5 separate regions of the Mus musculus genome follow, and regions 1, 2, 3 and 5 are each linked to region 4. The links are chromatin contacts, called in public HiChIP or PLAC-seq and promoter capture Hi-C maps. All regions are on one chromosome and are shown on one strand. Each heading gives the region's core, a stretch centred on a gene start, on an enhancer-like site or on the middle of the called end of the contact. The rest is flanking DNA. Distances are from core to core; before and after follow the strand shown. Region 1 holds the start of Fam167a (family with sequence similarity 167, member A). Region 2 has its middle 9.6 kb from the start of Gm35908. Region 3 holds the start of 2700070H01Rik (RIKEN cDNA 2700070H01 gene). Region 4 holds the start of Gata4 (GATA binding protein 4). Region 5 overlaps Fam167a (family with sequence similarity 167, member A).

Region 1 (2,700 bases), core at 59-2,558, 190 kb after region 4:
ACACAGACACTAACACACACACTAATACACACACTAACACACACAGTAACACACACAGTAACATACATACAGTTACACACACACTAATACACTAACACACGCTAACACACACACACTAACACACACACCCTGGAACATGCTGCAGACTACCGTTGAACCACTTCCTTCCACAAGGTTCTCAGCCAACACTGAGCTCAAGCAAGTTCCCTGACATCTCTCTGCCACATTCACTGACCTACAAGGAGCACTTGGGCGGGCTGCAGGCATGGCAACGACCAACCAAGCCAGCTACTTGATATCTTCATCCTGCTAACCTCACTCCTACCCCAGTCTACCCAGAGTCCAGACACAGTGGTTCATGGGGAGGGGTAGGTTGGGTGTTGAGGTCACACCTCAGGTGCTCCTCTAGCCAGCAAGAAGGGTCAAGGAGCATCCTTAAAACCACAGCAACTGACTCAAGAGACAGAGGAGATGAAGGTGACTCATTCTCTTGGAAAGACCCTTCTACCCTTAGGGTTTTAGGGAGCTGGTCGAGGACAAAGAGACCACCTTCTGGCATCACCCCAAGCTGGTCTCTTGTGTGGGCCCCTTGCCTCATCCTGCAGTCAGGATGGTCCTAAGAGTCTACAAGCATGTCAGTCCAGCTTCTGTTCTCTGTGACCCTAAGTGCTAGCAGCTCCAGATGCCAACAGCTCTAGGTGCTCACGGAGCAGGGTTGGAACTTAGGGCAGTAGAACCTGACCCTAAGAGTATTAGGACAGATGCAGCTGCTGCAGTTCCCAAGAATGAGGTGCAGGTGGTTAAGGAGGCTCTCACATCAGGCCCACCAGCACTACCCACAGCTCTTTCCTCTTAACATCCCAGTTTTCCCCACTTGAAAACTAAGCCAGAGCTGCCCACAAATGCCTACCCAGCTGGAGCCCTGCAATGGTGTGGCACGCGAGCGCGCGAGCGCGCAGGTCAGTGCCAGTTGGTCTGACTTGGTGGCTGCTGCTGGGATCAGGAACCCAAGACTTTCCTGGGTGGAGTGCAGCCCGCTTTCCCTGCCCATTCCCTCAGCGAACTGCTGACAGTGGCAAAGCCACGTTGCCATGCTTGGAGGGAGGGGGCAGTAAGACGGGACGGGACGGGACATAACTCTCTTTGCTTTGATCTTAATGGGAAAAAAAAGTTTGGGTTTGATTTCGCCTGGAGCTTGCTGAGAGTTCCTGACTGGGCTTGGCCTTGCACGGGGAGGGAGAATCGGGGGTCTTTAGGACCCGGGTGCACTCGGACCAGCGGTGCCGGGAGGCCGACCTGCCGCGGCTTGAATGGGAGGCGGGCGGCGGCGCCGAGAGGCTGGCGGCGGACTAGCTCTACGGTCGCCAGGCAACCGCCCTGACGCAACGCAAAAGAACGTCCCTTCAAAAAAGAACGGTGCGGAGAATTCGCACCGCTACGGAGCCCGGGAGCTCGGGAGGCGGGAGCCGAGCTCCGAGGGAGGGCGGGCGCGGGCTGGCGGCGGGGACCGCGACAGCTCCGAGGACGCGCGACTGGAGCTCAAGAAGGTGGGTTCGCGGCGGTGAGGCTTGGCTGAGGTGCTCGGGGTGCCCAGGTCTTCAGGGTGGGCATTGGGGTCCCTGGATCCCACAGCCCTGGAGGGGCGGGGGGACACCGCCATAGGACAGCGTGGTTCCCTCGTATTTGCTCCTGGGGTTTCAGGCCTCTCTGGAAGGCGGGGGGGGGGGGGGGGGGGAGGGGGGCGGGGGGGCAGGTGTGGACTCCATGCCTCTGGTCCCAGCTCAGGGATATGTATGATTCCAAGTGGGAACCTGGGGGGTCTGTAATGAGAGAGAGAGAGAGAGAGAGAGAGAGAGAGAGAGAGAGAGAGAGAGCTCTTGGGACTGGTCTAGATCAACTCATCTAGGCTGATAACCCCCACACTTATACATCTAAGAGAGATGAGAGTTCTTTTGGGGGGGGGGTGAGACAGGGTTTCTCTATATAACCCTGGCTGTCCTGGAACTCACTTTGTAGACCAGGCTGGCCTCGAACTCAGAAATCTGCCTGCCTCTGCCTCCCAAGTGCTGGGATTAAAGGCGTGCGCCACCCTTAACTCAGGGCTCTTAGCCATATGGCACCCCAAGAGTGATGTCAGGGATACCAGAGGGACTGTACACCCAAACGATGTGCAGTGAATGAGCAGGTCAGCCTTAGAGCTGGGCTCCTGAATGGCCAGAAAGACAAGTGTGTGTGTGGCGGGGTGGGGGTGGGGGCTTTCTCTCAGACGTGGTTTCTGTATGTATGGGTTCTGTTGTGGGTAAGCCCTCTTGGGGACATCTGGAAGATGAGTTGGCTCCAGGTTGGTGTCCTCAGTTTCATTCACTCACCAGCAAGTTCTGTCTCTCCCTCCCACCACCAAACCATCATCCATGGAGAATCTGGGATGAGACCATGTCCTGTACAGAGTGCCTAGTAGATGTGGCTCCAAAGTAGCTTCCCCTCCACACACCAGAGTTCTCTCCATTCTCCTCCCTCCCCTTCTCTTCTCTCCTCTTCCCTTTCCTCTTTCCTCTTTCCTCTCTCCCCTCTCCTCCTCCTCCTTCCTCTCTGTCTCTCTGTCTCTCTGTCTGTCTGTCTCTCTCTCTGTGTCTGTCTGTCTCTCTCCTTTCTCTCCTCTCCCACCAGGCTTGGGACTCAAAGTCTTGGCAAAGCCAAGGT
Region 2 (2,700 bases), core at 96-2,595, 160 kb before region 4:
TTCTGGTTCAGCTCGACTTGAGTAGCTCAGCCGCAGGCTCCGCCCTCTTAAACCATCCCCCATGGACCTCAGTCCCCAAAGCCATGAGCCTTGAGTTGCTTCTGTGGGTTATTTTGTCATTGCCATGAGAAAAGTATCCAATGCAGTCGTAAGTGAGTTGTTGCTCAGCAAAACAATTCAGTAGAAGCGCCTGCCGAGTAGCCTGAGAACTAGAGTTCCGATTTCCCAAGTAAAAGCTGTGGGGGCTCCCTGCTTGGTGGCACACACCTTTAATTCCAGCATTCGGGAAGCAGAGGCAGGTGGATCTCTGTGAGTCTGAGGTCAGCTTGATCTACATAGTGATTTTCAGGTTAGCCAGGGCTATGTAGAGAGACCCTGTCTCAAAAGCCAAAAATCAAAACAAAACAAAAACCCAGCCGGGCGTTTGCAATCTCAGTGCCCTGTTAGCAAAGACAGGGAATCCTTGGAGCAAATGAACTACAATGAACTAGTTAGAGTAATCAAAAGGGTGGTCTCCAGGGCCATCAAGAGGGAGGGAAAAATTCAGCGTCAACCTTAAGGCCCCCTCCCCCCCCCCCCGCCCCCCACGTATGCAGGTGCGCAGAGCAGACAGGAGCAGAACTGTTTTGGTTCCCGCTCTTCCACTACTACTATATCATTTTACCTTTGAACCTCCATTACCTTTACAAAATAAAAGAGCTGTGGGTGTATGTAGTTCAGTGGTAAAGCTCATGCTTAGTGTGTGTGGTGGAGGAGGCATGAACATGCCTTGCACATACTTAAAGGATGGAGCAAACATGAACCTGACGCGGCGCCAGGCTTAGGGAAGGGACATGCACTGGTCCTGCTAAGCACACACTGCACACTGTCAGTCACGCTAACTGTAGAATGGGTCTTTTTTATCTGCCTTCAGAGCTGCTGCGGGAGCCTAGTGGGAATCTGCGGTCAGCAACTTGTAGACTCTGAAAGACCGTGTAAACGTGCTGGAGTTAGCATCTGAGGGCCTAGGTCCTGGGACTCTGGCAGCAGGACTTCCTCTGTAGAAGGTTAACCATGGGGGTCTACCAGGGTTGTTCTGCCGCTGTTATCGCAGAACTGTAGGTAGAAAGCAGCGGGAAGCCGGGTCCCCTTTCCAGGGACCATCTGAAGTCACAAAGCTGGGCCACTGAAACCTCAAACACCAATGTAGATAAGGCATGTGACTGCAGTCAGGAGACACTGAGCCAACTGGGGGTGATCAAGAAAGGAAGCAAAAATCCTGAAGTGAGAGGTCTTTAGTGATGACTAAAGAAGAAATCCGCTGACCTCCGCTGTGCTGGGAAATCGCCCTCGTGTGTCTCTGGGCAGAACAGTCCTGAGTCCAGAGTTCAGGCTCAGCGACCTTCCTTCCTCCTTTCTGCCTAGGAGTCCCTCTGGCTTGAGGACCGGCCTGTGAGGTGGTTCTGGTCAGATTAAGCAAGTGACCCTCTTAAATTACTCCCTGATGGCCAATAAGGGCTTATGCAAACCAGGGACAAAAGAGGAGCGAAAATAATCTCATCATAGGACGCCCTGAAACCTGCTTTTATAAAAGGTTGGCTCTGTGAACTTCTACTTCAAAATCTGAAGTTTTAAATTTAATTCTCCTACAATACTTTCCACTAAACAAATATGTAAAGAAAAACATTTTATTTTTCAAAAAATAAAACCAGGAAGTGAAGATGCACTTCCTAAAACACATGCCTAGTGTGCACCACAGAATACAGTGTTTATAATGTCATACTTTAAAGAGAAAAACCACTGCACATGGTGGTAAACACCTGAAATCCTAGCTCTTAGAACTCTGCGGCAGGACGATTGTGAGTTTGAGGAAGATCTTGTAGCTAATTAATTTATTAATTATATAATTGAAAGGAAGGAAGGAATTAAGGACAGACTATAAAAAGAAATGTAGCTGGGATTGGTGGGCACATACTGTAAGCCTAGCACTTAGAGGCCAAGGCTAGTCCAACACTGGTTTGAGAATAGACCAGACCACACAGTAAGAGCCTGTCACAATAAATAAATAAATAAATAAATAAATAAATAAATAAATAAATAAATAGAAAAGGGGGAGAAGAAAGGGACAGCAGGCCAAGGGTCCCAGAGAATTTTGCACAGTGTACACAATTTTAAAAGAAAGTAAGTAAGCTATTGTAGAGGGCAGCCAGAGCATACTTCCACAGACTGGATGTGTGGAACCCAGAGAAACATTTTTCTTTCCGTTCTGAAATCTTGAAGTACGTCTGACATCAAAGTGCCATGCTCCCTTCAAAGACTTCATCAAAAGAATCCTTGGCCACTTCTCTCCTTCCTTCTGCTGACAGCCCTTGGAACTCCCTGGGGTATGGGACATGGCTGACACCCAGTCTCCGCCCCTGCCTGTCTCTGTGTCCACTCTTCTGTCGAAGATACAGTGAGGGGTACCTTGTTGAACCCACAACTTGGATGCAGCAATTGGAAGTAGCAAATGGTGGTTTTGAAGTGAACCTTAGGTGGGCTGTTAGAGGCAAGCCGTTCCGTGCCTGCTGGCCACACTGAAGGAAACTTGCATCCTTGGGCTGAGAATGTAGCTCAGAGATACAGCACTTTGCTTAGCGTGTATGTGACCCTGGGTTCAATTCCCAGGGAGAACCCACTGAAAGATCATGGGGGCACTGTCTGTTCTTCCCAATTCATTAG
Region 3 (2,700 bases), core at 116-2,615, 190 kb before region 4:
ATGGAAAAGGCAAGAGGGAAAATAACCAGAAACACAACAAATAATAAATTCTTAGAAGCTGGTTAAAAGTTTCAAGTAAAATCTTTCAAATGTTAATTTTAGAAAGTCCTTGAGATTACTTCTATGAAGATATGATGTGTGTGTGTGTGTGCATTTGCATGTGTGTATGTTCGAGTGAAATGTGGGTGGTGTGTGCATGCATGTGCGTGTGTCTGTGTGTGTGTTGTGCATGTGCATGCTACAACCCATGTGTGGAGGTCAGGAGACAGCTTTGTCGAGTTGGTTTCTTTTTTTCCCTTCCCTTCTCTCTTTGTACATAGGTTCTAGGAGTGGCGCAGAGATGACCCTGAGCTGTCTCACTAGCCCAATATTGGAGTGCTTTTAAATGGAACACACCCAAGCTAAAAAAAAACCTTCTGCTACTCACAACGCAGCATTGTAGGCAACCTCCCAGACAAAACAATGGGGAAGAGAAGCTGGGCGCAACAGTAACCCCACGGACTGCCACTCACTTGAATTTTAAGAACATGGCACTGTGTCCAAAGCAGGGAAGGGGCTGTTTCTGGTGGGTGAGTGAGGAGGAAGAGGATGAAGAAAGTGTTGAGAACACTCTGGGAACCTGTATATGAACCCAAACATTTTAAGAGCCCCTCAATCCACTTGCACACAGAAGACCTGTCATCCACAATATTTCTTAATGAGTTCTTGGGCCTCATAGACACATTGGGAGCTTTTAATCAGTGAGTGGAGCTAGGAAGTGGGTCACATCATCCCAGAAAAAAAAAAAAAAAAAGTAACTAACAAGCTTTCCTGGGTAGCCTCTGAAAACCCCAAAGAGCTGGAAAGGCCTCCTAGGATAACAACAAATGCTGGAAGTGTTTCAGAATAGCAGCACAGATGTCCGGGGGAGCATAATTGTTCCTTCTGCGTGTGGTAGGCTAGTTCAGGGTCCAGTCAGAGCTCACCAGACCCCTGAGAGAACCAGGAAAGAGGCTAGCCCAGCCTTTCAGTTGAGCTCCCATTTTCTCTTCCAGACCTCAAGCATGGGCTGCCTGGCCACTCCCTGCCCTCTGAGTCTCTTCTCATCATTCTCAGAATGAGGCACTGTCCAGACAAGACCCAGGCTGTCCACCCTGTGGCGCCAGCAAGCGGAGAGCAGACAGCAGGGCCCCTGCCTCCACCACCTCCCTTCCCCTGGCACCAAAACAAATGACCTCATCTGAGGAACCAGCTCCTATCAGCCACCAGCCTCCCTCCAGGCCAGCAGAGGGATCAACGGGAGGGGAGGAGGCTGGCCCTGGGCTCTGCCTACTTTGGCACAGACCTGGTTCTGCGGAGCATCAGCTGCCGCCTTTAAATCAGGGAGGCTTCGGCTTTGTTCTTGGGTCCTGGATACTGGGTGAGCCCTACTCCTGCATGTAGCCCCCCCCCCCCCCCCGACGTCTCCCTCTGTGCTATCCTTGGGTACACATAACTACAAAGGACAGCCACCACACAAATAGCCAACGAAGGACTGAGGAGGCTCTGTGTATGCATGTGTGCATGCATGCATGCTTGCATGCGTGTGTGCTTGTGAACAGCCTCAGGTATTCATTCTTGGTTTTAGACACTACTCAGTGGCCTGGAACTCAGCAAGAAGGCTACACTGGCTGGCCACCAAGCCCAGGGATCCACTGCCTCTGCCTTCCAGGGGCTAGGGTTGCACACATATACACCACCTGACTTTTTGTGGTTATCATGGTTTTGGTTTGTATTGATTGATTGATTGGTTGGTTGATTGCACGGATGATTCTGGAGAGTCCACAGTGCCTTTACTCTGTGCAAGAGAGTCATTTCACCCAGTCCAGAAATGGAAGTCTAGGATTCTAACTGTGCCAGGGCCCCATCACCCCCTGTTCTGCCCTGGCACTGCAGTGGTGTGGTAGAGGCCTCCTATAGGTGATGGGGTGGCAGCCATGTCCCACCAGATGATGTGACTGACATGGTGGCTTTGATATCAGTATCTTTTTCCAATCTGGTTCAGCATTTAATGATGGTGCTCATGATGTTGTCTACCCAGGGGCAGACTCTCGAGACTTCCACAACATGTGACCTTCAGCAAAGTCTTAGAACACTTCTAGACCTCAGCAAGTAACCTACGAGAGGCGGTTATGACTGGTCCTGTCTTCAAGCTAGGCTGCAAGAGTCAAGTGGCAACTGAATCAGTGCATCATGCCCAGCATGGAGGAAGCCATCAGTCATCCTGGTCAGTTATCAAGATCCACAGGGTGGTGGCCTCGGAAAGTGTGCGGCTCCATCTGACTTCTCTATCCCAGTCAGTCTGACTGCACCTCCTGTTGAGTGTGTGAATAGGGGCCCAGTGACCTTCCCAAAGGTGGCTGGCATCCCTGTATGCTGGATCGCAGGACCCATTTTGGTCTTTCTGTCCTTGCCCAGGCTAGTATACACAGTGATTATGTATGCATTGCAAGCACCTTATTATTAGAAGAGAGCAGGGGTGTGGCTAAATCGGTAGAGTGCTTGCCTAGCACACAGGAAACCCTGGGTTCCATTCTCAGCACTGCATAAACGGTGCTGCTCAGTGCTGTAATCCCAGCACTCAGGAGATGGAGGCAGGGGAATCAAGTAAGTTCAGGCTAGCCTGGGATAGCTGAGACTAAAAAGAGGGGGGGCGGGGTGGAGGAGAAAGTGGAAAAAGAA
Region 4 (2,700 bases), core at 85-2,584:
TCTAGTCCGGCCTGGCCTAGACTTTTCTCTCTCTTTCAAATCACCCTACAACGTTCATCCCAAGTTCCCCAACAGAAAGAAAATTATTTCTCTTTTCAGGATTTAGTCCACAGCTTTTCTGGAACCTGTTTTTGAGAGTCAGAAAATACACCGCGCTGGAATGTGTCTTTTTACAGGTCTTTCCTTTAGGCTCCCGCGGGTCTCTCCGGTCCCCGCCACACTGAGAATGGTCACTAACCAACTTATACACTAACCCTCCGTAATCTCCCCAGGTAACCTTTCTTTCTTCTAATGTCCGAAGCGTCCTTCCTGGCTGCCTTCCTTTTCCAAAGGTACAGGAAATAAATTCCCGAGGTGCTTCCCAGCAGCGCGGCCTTATTTCCCCGGATCCTTTACTGCCTCGGGTCCCTCACTATCCTCTTCCTTTCAACCGAAAAGCCCCTCTTTCCTTCCACCTGGTGAAAGTTCATCACCCAGACATCTCTTCCCCAAGAGTAACAACTGCCAACTCTCCCGGGTCACATCCAAGCGATAGAATACGTGAATCAGGGGAGCTTGAGCCGACTACCCAAGACTATCCCTGATTTCCGCCGGGGTTTTGGCCCTGGGTCGCTTTCTCCCCGAAAGCGGTGTATGTGGGTAGTATTCAGCAGTGCATAACACACACAATTCCTGAGCCCTAGAGGAGTTTGAGGAGGTTGGACAGAAAGCAGAAGAGATCCGCAAGTTTCCGAGCCTATCTCCAAGGGCCTCCAGCCCTCCCCCAGGTCCCAGGGCTGCCTGCCACTGCCACTCTGCACTCCCTGCGTGGCAGGCTGGAGACACTATCCTATCTGCACCCCAAAGTGTGGGCTATGCGGCCTGTCCAGGGTCAGTCGGTCAGAGAGATTACACGGGCCCTGGCCAGTGGGATGGAAGGCAGAGTTGGAGAATCTGCAAACAGGACGGATTAAAAGGATTCATGTTCCCTCCCAAACAATCCAAACGCACCTCTCCAGCACCCATCAGTTTTTGCTGCTAATCAGTCTCACTTGATTTAATAGTCCTCGCTAGGCCAAAGTCAAAAGCGGAGCAGTTTTTAGCCAATCTGGGGGCACTGGAGTGACCGGCGTCTCCTTTCCCAGCTACCTACCTCCCTATTCCAGGCAAACTAGGGCGGCGGACTTGTGAGTTTCTCCTGCCCCGGAAAAGAGCAGGGACTCGGGGAACCCTACCTGGCCAGCTCCAGTTTCCCAGAAAACCGGCGCGATCTCCGTGAGTCCGCGGAGCTGCAACTGCGGCTGAGCCTCGGGCGGCCACTCTGCGGGCCTCCGGCTTGTCCCCTGCTCCCGGCGCGGTTCCCCGGGCCCCCGCGTAGCGATCGCCTGCGCTGACTGGCCTAAGGGAGTCACGTGCAAGGGCGGGGGCGGGGGAGCCCGGACCCGGCAGCACCTCCGCCCGGCGCCCGCCCGCAGGACTCTTCCCAAAGCTCCCCCAACAGGCAAAGTCCATGCGCGCGGAACTCTCGGGGAAGGAAAGCACTCAGTGCCGGGCGCTCCGTTCTGCCCTCAGTGCAGCCCGACGTCCTTGCGGTTTGCTGCTCTGCCAAGGATCGTGTTTATTCTCCTTCTCTTTCCTCCCTACTCTCAGTGGTCCACGTCCAGCGCCCTGTTCAAGGGGCGGGGCTGGTAGAGGAGAAGGTGACCTCGCACACTGGGCTCATGGTCGCCGGTGGGGCACTGGGTCACCCGGGATGCCTTGCTAGCCTCAGATCTACGGGGCCCTTGAAGTGAGCTCGGGAGAGGGTCAGGAGGCACTAAAACCTGAACTGGCCCTTAAGGTCAGTGCCTAGAGACGCAAGCGCTCTTTTCTCCTTCCCACGAGCCGGTGGAGACTGCAAGGCGCCGAGAACCTCCACCAGCCCAGGAGTTTATGTATTTATACAAAACGCGCACCCCTCGCCGCCGACACTTCTTCCCACTCCTGCGGTCTCCCGTCCCTTCTCATCACTCCCTGTAGCCCTCACCGACTGGGGTCCAATCAAAAGGATGAAGTGGGGGTGGGGAGCCTGGTCTCTAACCTTAGAGCCCATTCAAGGACTGTAGTTCCTTCCCTAGGGTGGGGGTAGGGAGGGTGCCAGACCTTAGTTTGGAGTCGGCGTCAGTGCCTGTAGGCCCTGGCGCAGTGGAGCTGTGAGGGGAGAGTCCCTCAGACAGGTCTAAAGGTTAATAGAGCAATCACAGGGCCCTATTACCGCGTAAAAATAACCCATCGATTACCACAGCCTTCAGCTGCAGATAACAGCTCTCTGGTGGCTCTCGCGCTTTGGGCTAAACTTTTTTTTTTCTTCTTTTAAGCCCTCATTTCTCTCCCCGGCACCGGTTTCCAATACAAGATTAGAGGGGTCAGGAGAGGGCTGGAATACCACCTGGTAAGAACCCTGTGCAGCCCGAGAAGGCTCGGGATGGCACCGGCTCCCGCAGTTCGAGGACTGACTGCAGATTGCTATTGCTATTGCCCCGCCAGTGCAAAAGCAACCCAGGCGCTAGGAACAGGCTGGGACGCCGAGCCAATTGAAAGGGAAAACCCGTGGGACTTTGGCCAACCCGTGGGGATCTCAGGAAAATCCCAGAGGAAGGACTGAGCACGGCTGCGCCGGGGGAATTCTCTTTTCCAAACCGAAGGGGCCCGAGGTCCAGAGCGGCTCTAGAGGAGAGAAAA
Region 5 (2,700 bases), core at 8-2,507, 220 kb after region 4:
GCCCGATTATGGGATTACTGGATGAACAGACCACACCTCTGAATCCAGCCTGTGCCTGTCTCCGCAGAAGCAGGACAAGCCACCCTGGGGGAGGGATGGAAAATAAGTGCATTCTACCCTGTGCTTTAGAGGACAGGAGTCAACCCATGCTGAGCTGAGTTCCTTAGGCTGGAGTCTAGGACCGGTGATCCAACCTAGGTGTTCCTGTGGGTCTTGGCCTGGCTTAGAGGGAAGCACTTGGCCACAGGTAGCTACTGCCCTGCAGTCAGCCAGTACAGCTTCCCGGTACATACAGCTTCTTGTCTGATCTGGAAACGTCATCAGCCCCTTCTTGGAGAAGTGGAGGCAGAAGCTCAGGGAGCATAAGTGACTGGTTTAGATAGCAGGAGAGGAGCCCCGCTCACAACAGGATCTCCCCAAGAAGTCTGCTGCCTCCAGGCCCTAGGAGAACCAGTACAGGACTCGGGTGGTGTCAGAATATCACCATTCCCAGGAGGGCTGGGCCTGAGTCAGGTTTCTCATCTGTAAGACAATAAATGTGATGCCTCTGGCCCGGGGTTGAGGAACTGATGAGGAAACAGTACAGGTCAAGTACCTCAAGTGCCCGGAGCCAGGGGTTGGGGGACATCTTGCCATCCTAACTATCTACGGTGACCTGTGTCCTTTAGGCATGGTTAAGGAAATTTAGTATAAAATGACTCTCAGCCATGTGGACCGGGAGAGCATGATGGAAAATGAAGTAAGAGCACAAACACAAAATAGATCCTGCGGGGGTGGGGGTGGGGGTGTAGAGGAAGAGACAGGCAACTGAGATGGGCTTGTCAGGGGCCGGAGGAAGCGGATGGGGAATTGTCCTTATTTCTTTTTTCTTTTTCTTTTTTTTAAATGAGTACATATTTTAGTTGAGAAAGATGGAAAATTTCTGGAGTTGGGTGGTGGCTACGGTTGCACCAAGATGATAAGTGTAGATTTGTCATTTTGGTTTTAAATTTGGGAGTCTTAGCCCTTCACATTTTAGAAAAAAAAATATTTGTGTGTGTGTGTGTGTGTGTGTGTGTGTGTGTGTGTGTGTGTGTGTGTGACAGAGAGAGAGAGAGAGAGAGAGAGAGAGAGAGAGAGAGAGAGAGAGAGACAGAGAACCACAGAGAGAACACTGAATGCTCACTAATTTTCTCCAAGGCAATTGCTCTGTATTCCAGACCCAACGGTGAATGAGAACATTTGCATTCATTTGCATAACCACTGGGAGTCCATCCTGGATCTTAGGGCTCTTTTGGCTCCAGGCACCTGGTAGGCCACAGAGCCAAGTCTGAGGACACAAAAGTACTGAAACAACAGCAGCTTGCCAGCGTGGGCAGAGGAAATGTCAGGATGGGACTGGGTTTCAGGTCAAGTGGAAACAGCTGGTGGCCTGTCTTAGTGACAAAGCTTTGTAAATGGGAACCTGGCTGCCCACGAAGCCTAGGGAGACCATAGTTACATTCCTTCTCTGCTGAGTCACAGTCCTGTGACAGGCTGAGGGACACCTTGAAGCCTTCTGAGCTGCAGTATCCTGACTTGCAAAATACAGACCTTCACGGCAGGTACCTTGGGGAGGCTGAGGTACCACAGGGTTTGGTATATAGATGGGTTTTGAAAAGTACTGCTGAGAGCTGTTCTCAGTGCATCCCGTTCTTAATGGGAAATAGAGGTGCTGAAAATATCAGAAACCCTCTACAGGGTCCTTGAGCATTGACCAGCTCGATCTCCCAGACTCCCTCTACCTAAGAGGCAGAACTGAGTTGTCAGTCTCCTGGCAACCCACAGTCTGTGCTCCCATCTCAGCTTTACCACCAAGGGCCTTTTGACAGTTGACGTTAACTTCCCCATCTGTGACTTGTGACATAGTAAGAATTTTACTCCATAGGCTATCATGAGGATTAGCTCTAGTGTGTTAGCTCTGCCTGGTTCATAGTAAAACAGCTTATAAATATCAGCTCATTTTTATGATTGGCTCTTAGGAACCTTTATTTAAAATAAAAAATGTATCAGTGAGTAATTGTAAGACATCTGATGAAAGAAAAAAAAATAGCAGGCTGCAGAAGGAGGGATAGCCACACCTCTTTAAGAATGTGCCCACTGGTCCGATCCCACACCCCAGTAGATGGCCCAAAACTCATGTGTAGATAGATGGGCAGCATTAACTGGAGTCAGGGTTTCTGGTTTTGTTTTTTGTTTTTTAAGGACATGGATTTATAAGAGTGGGCATATACTCTGGCAAGCTGGAGGAAGGTAAATGGATATGACCAAAATATAATGTAAAACGTATGACCGTTCAAATTATAGAGCATGTTATGGCAGCCCACATACATGATCTAATTGGGACTGTCACAGTGGAAAATACCTTTGTCCACCCCATCACATGCCCCTTCCCACCCAGAAGCTATGTTACCAAATCTGGTGTCTCCCTCCTTCTGAACCCCTTGAGCCCCTTGAACACCAAAGGATGGGAATGGATGGAAAGGAACTTTAAGCCAGGACTGGCACAGAGAAAGACTTAGACATAGTCGCTAGCCTGGCACAAAACTTCATCAGGCAACAACACTATCCCGTTCCATCGCAGTCTTTTCACCTCTCTGGCCAGGAAGTGTGCCGTCACTAGATGGACCTGTCGATGATCCATGACATCAGTTAGGATCCCTATTAATGAGTGTCCTCAGC

What was found. HiChIP or PLAC-seq counts read pairs in DNA pulled down with a chosen protein or histone mark. Capture Hi-C pulls out chosen DNA fragments and counts their contacts.
Region 1: an H3K4me3 HiChIP or PLAC-seq map of embryonic stem cells shows a contact between it and region 4, with 11 read pairs. The contact joins the promoter of Fam167a here to the promoter of Gata4 in region 4. A contact is called at or near these places in 1 of 39 promoter capture datasets (HPC-7-derived erythroid cells), 2 of 115 datasets of contacts at active chromatin or transcription factors (embryonic stem cells and extraembryonic endoderm stem cells) and 1 of 9 other capture datasets (adipose tissue).
Region 2: an H3K27ac HiChIP or PLAC-seq map of microglia shows a contact between it and region 4, with 4 times the contacts expected there. The contact joins the enhancer-like site here to the promoter of Gata4 in region 4. A contact is called at or near these places in 12 of 484 Hi-C or Micro-C datasets (the HL-1 cell line, bone marrow-derived macrophages, cerebral cortex and 7 more), 13 of 115 datasets of contacts at active chromatin or transcription factors (embryonic stem cells, extraembryonic endoderm stem cells, fetal liver and 4 more) and 2 of 9 other capture datasets (adipose tissue and embryonic stem cells).
Region 3: a contact with region 4 is called in a promoter capture Hi-C map of liver. The contact joins the promoter of 2700070H01Rik here to the promoter of Gata4 in region 4. A contact is called at or near these places in 7 of 39 promoter capture datasets (the 3T3-L1 cell line, embryonic stem cells, epiblast stem cells and 3 more), 1 of 15 datasets of contacts at CTCF or cohesin (embryonic stem cells), 23 of 484 Hi-C or Micro-C datasets (the C2C12 cell line, the HL-1 cell line, the N1E-115 cell line and 15 more), 17 of 115 datasets of contacts at active chromatin or transcription factors (cardiomyocytes, embryonic forebrain, embryonic stem cells and 8 more) and 3 of 9 other capture datasets (adipose tissue, embryonic stem cells and liver).
Region 5: a contact with region 4 is called in an H3K4me3 HiChIP or PLAC-seq map of embryonic stem cells, with 2.3 times the contacts expected there. The contact joins the enhancer-like site here to the promoter of Gata4 in region 4. A contact is called at or near these places in 2 of 484 Hi-C or Micro-C datasets (the C10 cell line and liver) and 3 of 115 datasets of contacts at active chromatin or transcription factors (differentiating embryonic stem cells, embryonic stem cells and neural tube).

The regions. Positions count from the first base shown.
Region 1 is chr14:63,435,086-63,437,785 of GRCm38.p6, forward strand. Fam167a (family with sequence similarity 167, member A) reads left to right here and starts at 1,309. Exons shown (of 4, transcript NM_177628.4): 1 at 1,309-1,547.
Region 2 is chr14:63,079,071-63,081,770 of GRCm38.p6, forward strand. No RefSeq gene overlaps it. Among named protein-coding and RNA genes, the nearest start is that of Gm35908, 9.6 kb to the left of the region's middle. Within about 2 kb of position 1,346, at least 25 of the 459 cell types and tissues checked have an H3K27ac peak or open chromatin away from gene starts, as enhancers often do. A contact at or near this core is called in adipose tissue, bone marrow-derived macrophages and microglia, where this site is marked.
Region 3 is chr14:63,053,708-63,056,407 of GRCm38.p6, forward strand. It overlaps 2700070H01Rik (RIKEN cDNA 2700070H01 gene), which reads left to right and starts at 1,366. Exons shown (of 3, transcript NR_046019.1): 1 at 1,366-1,399; 2 at 2,060-2,245.
Region 4 is chr14:63,243,937-63,246,636 of GRCm38.p6, forward strand. Gata4 (GATA binding protein 4) reads right to left here and starts at 1,335. Exons shown (of 7, transcript NM_008092.4): 1 at 1,215-1,335.
Region 5 is chr14:63,459,609-63,462,308 of GRCm38.p6, forward strand. All of the region lies in intron 3 of Fam167a (family with sequence similarity 167, member A), which reads left to right. Among named protein-coding and RNA genes, the nearest start is that of Fam167a, 25 kb to the left of the region's middle. Within about 2 kb of position 1,258, at least 49 of the 459 cell types and tissues checked have an H3K27ac peak or open chromatin away from gene starts, as enhancers often do. A contact at or near this core is called in differentiating embryonic stem cells and embryonic stem cells, where this site is marked.